Regions from separate parts of the Muntiacus reevesi genome. Here region 2 is linked to region 1. The links are chromatin contacts, called in public Hi-C maps. All regions are on one chromosome and are shown on one strand. The core of a region is the stretch at or near the end of the contact, and the rest is flanking DNA. Distances in the headings are between cores, read along the strand shown.

Region 1 (3,126 bases), core at 333-2,832:
ACAAGAGAGTTACAAAAGACCTGCTAACTAGTAAGGCTAACTCTTAGCTTGTTCTCAGTATGGTATGTTTTACTCAGCTTTTGGTTAAATGCCTTCTTTGAAGAATGAGGGCCTGCAACGCCGCCTGTCTGTGAACCCAGGAAAAATTATAAACAGTTATGAAACCAGATCACTAGGACAGACCAAGAGGCCTTCTTCCTATTCCAACTCACCACAACCAAGCCTGGCTCCCAAGCAGCCTCTTAGGCTGCTCCACATTCTGTGGAAAGCAACAGGGCCTAGCTTAATTCTTCCTCATCAAGGAAGCATTTGGAAATGTATGAGTATGTACATGTAAGGATCAAATACATTTTTCATCCACTGAGTCATATATCAATGTAAATGGATATAAGATCAGTTCATCCAAAATCTTTGAGAGATCGAGGAAGTGAAGGTGACTTCAGCAGCCACGATTATGGGGGGGGGGGGGGCTGCAGCAGAACAGTATGGAAAAGTACAGCTTCTCACGTGTCTCTCACATACACAAATACTCAGCTCTCAGTCCATTACAAGCTTGCCTCCCCCTCAAACTGCTCCCCTCCACCTCACTAGTGGGAGAAATCTACCAACCTCCTAATCGTTCCCCAAGAGACCCTCCTACCTATTATGTTAACCCTCCCGCTTTGGTCCCGCCCCCGCCCCAGGAGTAACAGGGCCCTACTGGCCTGAGGCCGACCCCGCCGGGTGTGCACACAGCGAGTCTAACCAATTCCTTCCACCCTTAACCGTGTGAACCATGCCAGGGTAACGTGCTGTGCACCAACTCTGTGGACTCTGCGGTCCTCCCACCCCCACGTGTCAGCTACCCTCCCCCACATGTCCACACCTCACGATTTCGGCCCGGGAAAGAAAGCGAGCGGTGGAAAGCCTGGCCCCGAAGACAGATCAAGCCCACAGGAATCTGGCCCCTCGCAAGTCCCCTCCCACCTTTGGCCCCGACCCTTAACACTCCCTTCCTCCCTCCTTCCTTTGAAAGCAGGCCCTTGCCTCAGAAACCTCTTCTTCCTCGTCGTCGTCGTCCTCTTCTTCCTCGCTGTTGTTGCTGCTGGTGCCGCCGCCACCTCCGCCGCCGCCGCCGCCGCCTCCACCGCCGCCGCTGTTGTCGCTGTCGCTGCTGCTTTCGCTGCTGCTGGGGGGTCGGCAAGTCCGGTTACGCTTGGCCTTGTGCTGCTGCTGCTGCGGCGGCTTCTTCTTCAGGAGCAGATCGCAGACTCGCACCATCCCACGAGGAGACGAGGCCGAGCGAGCCCCGCTGCCGCCGCCAATGCCGCTGCCGACCTCCGCTGCTGCTGCTGCTGCCGCCGCCGCCGCCGCCGCCGCCGCCGCGGGGGGGCCCGCCACAGCCGCCACCGCCGGGGGGCTCCCTTCTCCCTCAGCCGCCGCCGCTGCCGCCGCCACCGGAACCGTCGCCTTCTCCATCTCCGGGGAAAGAGGGAGGGCGCGGACGGGGGAGGGGCGTGGGGGCTACGCTCTGCCGCGACTTCGGCCGCACCGGGGCCGACACAGCGCTCGGTGCCGCCTCCGCCGCCACCGCCTCGGTCACCTCTACTGCCGCCGCCGCCGCCGCCGCTCCGCCAGCTCTCACCTCGTCTCGCGATACTAAGGGCGGGGAGCCTGACGATGGGAGGGAGGGAGAGGGAGGGAGCGTGAGGGAGCAAGGCGGGGGGTGGGGGGAGCGAAGAGGGAGACCCGGGTGCCCGGAGATCCAGCAGAGGGGCGACTACCGAGAGTCGGGGGAAGTGTGCCTAGGGCGACTTCCGATGGGGGGGACGGCGGGGACAGAGGAGGGCCGCGGTGACTGCCGTAGCGCCCGCTAGCACCCGGATCGCTTCTCTTTCCTCGCTATTTCCCCCACACACAGCCCTTTAGACCTCCCTTCTTCCTTCCTCGCTGGTGTCTAGAACGCAGCCGCAGGCGGAAGTACAAGTGACGCCATCAGCCGTCGCCTGAGCGGTGGCGCGCGGGTGGCCGAAAGACGAAAGTGAGACTTAAGAGGGCCGGGTCTCCGGCCTTCGCGGGCGGGCGGTGCTGCGGTGCATGGGGCGGGAGGCTGAGCGGGCGGGCTGGAGCGGAGCAGCCCGGACCGGGTGGGAGCGGGTACGGAAGCTGGAGCCAGAGGCTTTGTTAGCAGGAGGCCCGCACAGCCTGATCCGGGAGGTGGGGCCTAGTTCTGGACTGCCGTACGTAGTTTAGTTCCTGGCCATTTTTTCCACCGCCAAATGGTGAGTTAGGACTTTGGATCTTGAGAGCTGGCGTAGTATAAAGGAAAGAGCCCCTTTTGCCTCAGTTTGAGTCTTGGATCATAGACTTCCTGAACCTGAGTTTACACTTGTGTTACCAACAAAAGGAGTTCGATTAGGTGATGTCTGAGATCACTGTAACTCTTAAAGTTTCCTCTAAAGGGCTGAAGACAGGAGAAGGAAGCAAGATCTGTGCCTGACTTTGCAGACGATTTAGTGAATGACCCCGATTTAGTCCTTCCACTCCATCACCGTCTCGGCTTTTAACTGTGAAGTAAGCATCATAAGTAATCATCCTTGTCTGTGGATCTCTTGGAAGGAATATTGTGATAGGGGTTGTGAGTTCATTTGTGGGTGTCTGAAGAACTTGCAGGACTTTTGAAATAATAGCGTAGCTTATTGAACTCAATTATCCCTTTCAGGTTCAATAAGGGCACAGCAGCATAAGGGAAATGAAGGAAACATCAAAGACAGATGTACTGGCACAAGATAAAAAGTATGCCTCAGCTGACATAGTTGCCATTTTAAGACTGCTAAGTTTAGCTGAGTGTGCCTGAATTTTTTTAGCTTTTTTTTTTTCTTTTTAGCATTGGCATACCATATGAAATGTGGGCAGCTGCCAGTAGTCTGCAGAGTACTATGGCAGAACTGGCAATGACTGAATCGATTCATTCAAGAAAAAATTCATCATGTGCCTACTATGTGCATAGTTTATAAAACCTAAGTCTCTGCTTCCAGGGGCTTTGCAGTGAAATAAGTGTTAGAGTAAATACACATAGAGTGCTAACCATCTGCCTGTGCCTCTTGTACGGTGGTTGCTAAGTGCAGAACAGTATTGTGCAGCTAA
Region 2 (3,042 bases), core at 493-2,992, 170 kb before region 1:
AAGACTTAAAAGTGCCTAGTGGATGGCTGCCCACAGAGAACTACAACATGGTCAAGCATCCTTGGGCAAGGGCTCTCAAAGGGCTCAGGGAGACGACAACACAGGATAGATAGAGCAGAGTAACAACTCCTAGCCTACCCAGTTGCTTTTACCATGGCATTTACATTTTCTGTCTCTGCATTCTTTTAGGCAGCTACCTGCTCTATGCTGTCAAAAGATCAAGTCTGTAAATAACCTGCATCTTTTGTTGACTAAAATCTCAACAAACTGGCACAGTAACTGCATCCTGTGAAGCCTTCCCTAACTTCCCATGATGACCTAACTCCCTGTATATCATCTTTTTTACAGTTACTTAATCCAGTCATTATTTGATTACACATCTGTCTTTTTCAGTAGTCTAGAGTCCTTTAAGATCAAGGAACTCTCCTTTCTCTCTTTTTTTGCTTTCAGTCCAGTATATAAACCTATCATGCCACAAAAACTTTTTAAAATATTAGAGTAAAATGAACGACTTTGCTGCTAAAGCTACAGAATAGCACACCCTGTAATAAACACATACATACATATCTATTTTTTCATGGTCTTATATGGAGTGAATTAGCTTACCTGGCAACTCTCTTGGACCATCCCAACTGATGTGCACGAACTGCAACTTCTTGGTTAAGATGTCGTGCAATGTTTTTTATTTCTGGCTGCAAATTTTCCACCTAGCTAAAAAAAAAGCAGACTTTGTTATGAGCACATTAAAGATCTGTATTCATAACCATTCATAACTTTACTCTCTATTCCCTAAACTCATTTAAAAAAAAAATGAGGTTTACTGGCTGTGTCAAGAAACTCTAAGATTGCTCACAAGATGTTAAGATATCCTCAACTGAAATCAAATTAAAATTTCAGCTTATACACTTATCAGTGTGATGTTGGGCGAATTATTCAACCTCTAAAGTCTTGTTCCCTCCTATATAAAATGTATAACAGCACCTACTTCACAGGGTTATTTTAAGGATTAAATAAACCCTACACTCCACACTTTTAATGATTCAATTCCTGGGTTTTCCAGTAATAGAAACTGAAGAAACGGTAGTCTATTAAGAGTCTTTAGTATGCTCTTTGTAGCTACAGAGCCATAAAAGAACCTGCACTTACTTCTGCCTGTGTTAATTCTTTTTTGTAAAGTAGCTTACTGCCTTAAAGGTGCTGATGACTAACGGTCAGTACTCCGGAAGTAACTGGGGACCTTAAGCCCCGGGTGAGCCGCGGACCCTCCTCACCACGGGAAGTGGGTAGGCACGGTCCACGCGCGGCTCGGCACCCCTCACCTTGGCCAGGATGTAGTGCTGGTAGGCGGCCAGGGGTAGCGTGACGGCCCCGCGCAGGGCCACGGTGGTGAGGAGAATGCTGCCCCACCAGGGCAGGCCCGAGGCGGTGTGGGCCAAGAGCAGCACGTCCTCTGCGCCCTGTACCGGCGCCGACGTAGCCAAGGCCTCGTACCAGCCTCCCGCGCCGCTCGGGCCAGCTGTGGAGACCGATGCCACCGCCCACACTGGCAGAGCGGAGCGCTTGGCGCCGCCCGCTGGGGCCCGTGCGAGCGATGGCTCCAGGACACGGACTCGCAGGGCAGGCCGGGGCCGCAGCCACCTAACGCTGAGCCGGCACAGCATCTCTGCGCGGAAGCTGTGCCCGAAACGCCAGCCTCAGGGACCAGCGGTGCTCACACCACTCCTCCGACGCCGCTACGCGCATGCGCCGCGACCCCGGCGTAAAGTGGGCGTGAGCCCGCGGGTAGCCACAATTGACCTTCCCGGTCAAGCCAGTGACGTACTGAGTCGCACTAGAGATGACGCATGAGGCAGGAAAGGCCCACCTTTCCCACGCGGCACTGAGCAAGCCTACTGCGCAGACACGAAACTTTCGCGCTGCTGCGGTGGAGCTCCTTGAGGCTAGACCGGAATTGGAGTGTTGGGGGTGGGGCTTGCTGCCCGGAGCCTGGCGAGGCGTTCTCCAGGAAGCTCTCGTTCTGTAAAATCGGTCTTCGGCATATACCTTTCTGTTCTTTTTGACTTAGCTAATCATGTCATGGTTTAAGCTTTGTGGGTGCTTTTTGTGATCAGAAGGTAGCCCTCCACGTCTTTATGTGCGCCCCGATTGCTTTCGCTAGGGATTGAGATAGATAATACTCAATCTATTTTGAACGCGTTGCTGAAATGCCAGTTTGGAGAGAGGCGTGAGTTTGTGTTGTTAAAATCAAGTCTTTATGCACTAAGCATACTTTAGTCTGTGGTATAAATATTTAATTGGCTTATCTGGCCTAATAAGCATTTTCAGAACCAGTTTTAGTGTTTCATCTTTCATTGTAAAGAGCAGTAAAGTTTATTAAGAGTACAGAACCATCTCCTGAGTTAAGGGGAATTATCACTGGCAGCTCGGTGACTTCTTTATTGGGGCTTAACATCCTGTGTAAACTTTCAGGAGCCTGAACTGAAAGAACATCAGGTGTCTTCTGGTTAAAAGGAACAGGCTAAATGTACATGGACTACCTTTTAGCTTTGTGTTGCTGGGAACACAATGGGATGACATGGAATTTCCTAACATAATAATCATCCCTAGACCTAGAGACCAAATTGTGTTGAGGAATAAAATCATTGATTAAAACGAAGGTGCGGGCCAATACTGGGGTCATGTCAAACTGGAGCTACAGTTCTTGCTTCACTGTACACCTACCCAGGAGTACCAGATATATTTTCTCTGGGTTCAGGAAGTGATCTTCCTTCACATTGCATGATTAAATCCATTCATGAAATTTTATATGTTAAGACACACATCCCAACATATGTTGCATATAGAATTTCTTTTTCAAAAGTTGAAAGCCTGTATCATTGTCTCCCTGTTTGTCAAGTTAAAACAAGCAACCTATTGGTACTGACTACTGGTTTAAAGTGGAAAAGAATTTTATATGGAATTATCTTGGCCTGATGGTTGAGGGAGCAAAGGAACAACTTCTATGCTGCTGCACTCCTCTCGTTGCAGAGACCTGATAACATT

Evidence for each region. A called contact is a pair of places that touch in the nucleus more often than the background predicts.
Region 2: a Hi-C map of muscle shows a contact between it and region 1, with 9 times the contacts expected there. The contact joins the promoter of COX18 here to the promoter of ANKRD17 in region 1. A contact is called at or near these places in 2 of 3 Hi-C or Micro-C datasets (blood and muscle).

The regions. Positions count from the first base shown.
Region 1 is chr22:27,438,701-27,441,826 of mMunRee1.1, reverse strand. ANKRD17 (ankyrin repeat domain 17) reads right to left here and starts at 1,582. Exons shown (of 33, transcript XM_065914417.1): 1 at 1,027-1,582. The coding sequence starts at 1,458. LOC136152897 (a long non-coding RNA gene) reads left to right here and starts at 1,697. Exons shown (of 4, transcript XR_010660287.1): 1 at 1,697-2,020; 2 at 2,442-2,553.
Region 2 is chr22:27,605,728-27,608,769 of mMunRee1.1, reverse strand. It overlaps COX18 (cytochrome c oxidase assembly factor COX18), which reads right to left and starts at 1,742. Exons shown (of 6, transcript XM_065914446.1): 1 at 1,320-1,742; 2 at 607-707. The coding sequence starts at 1,661.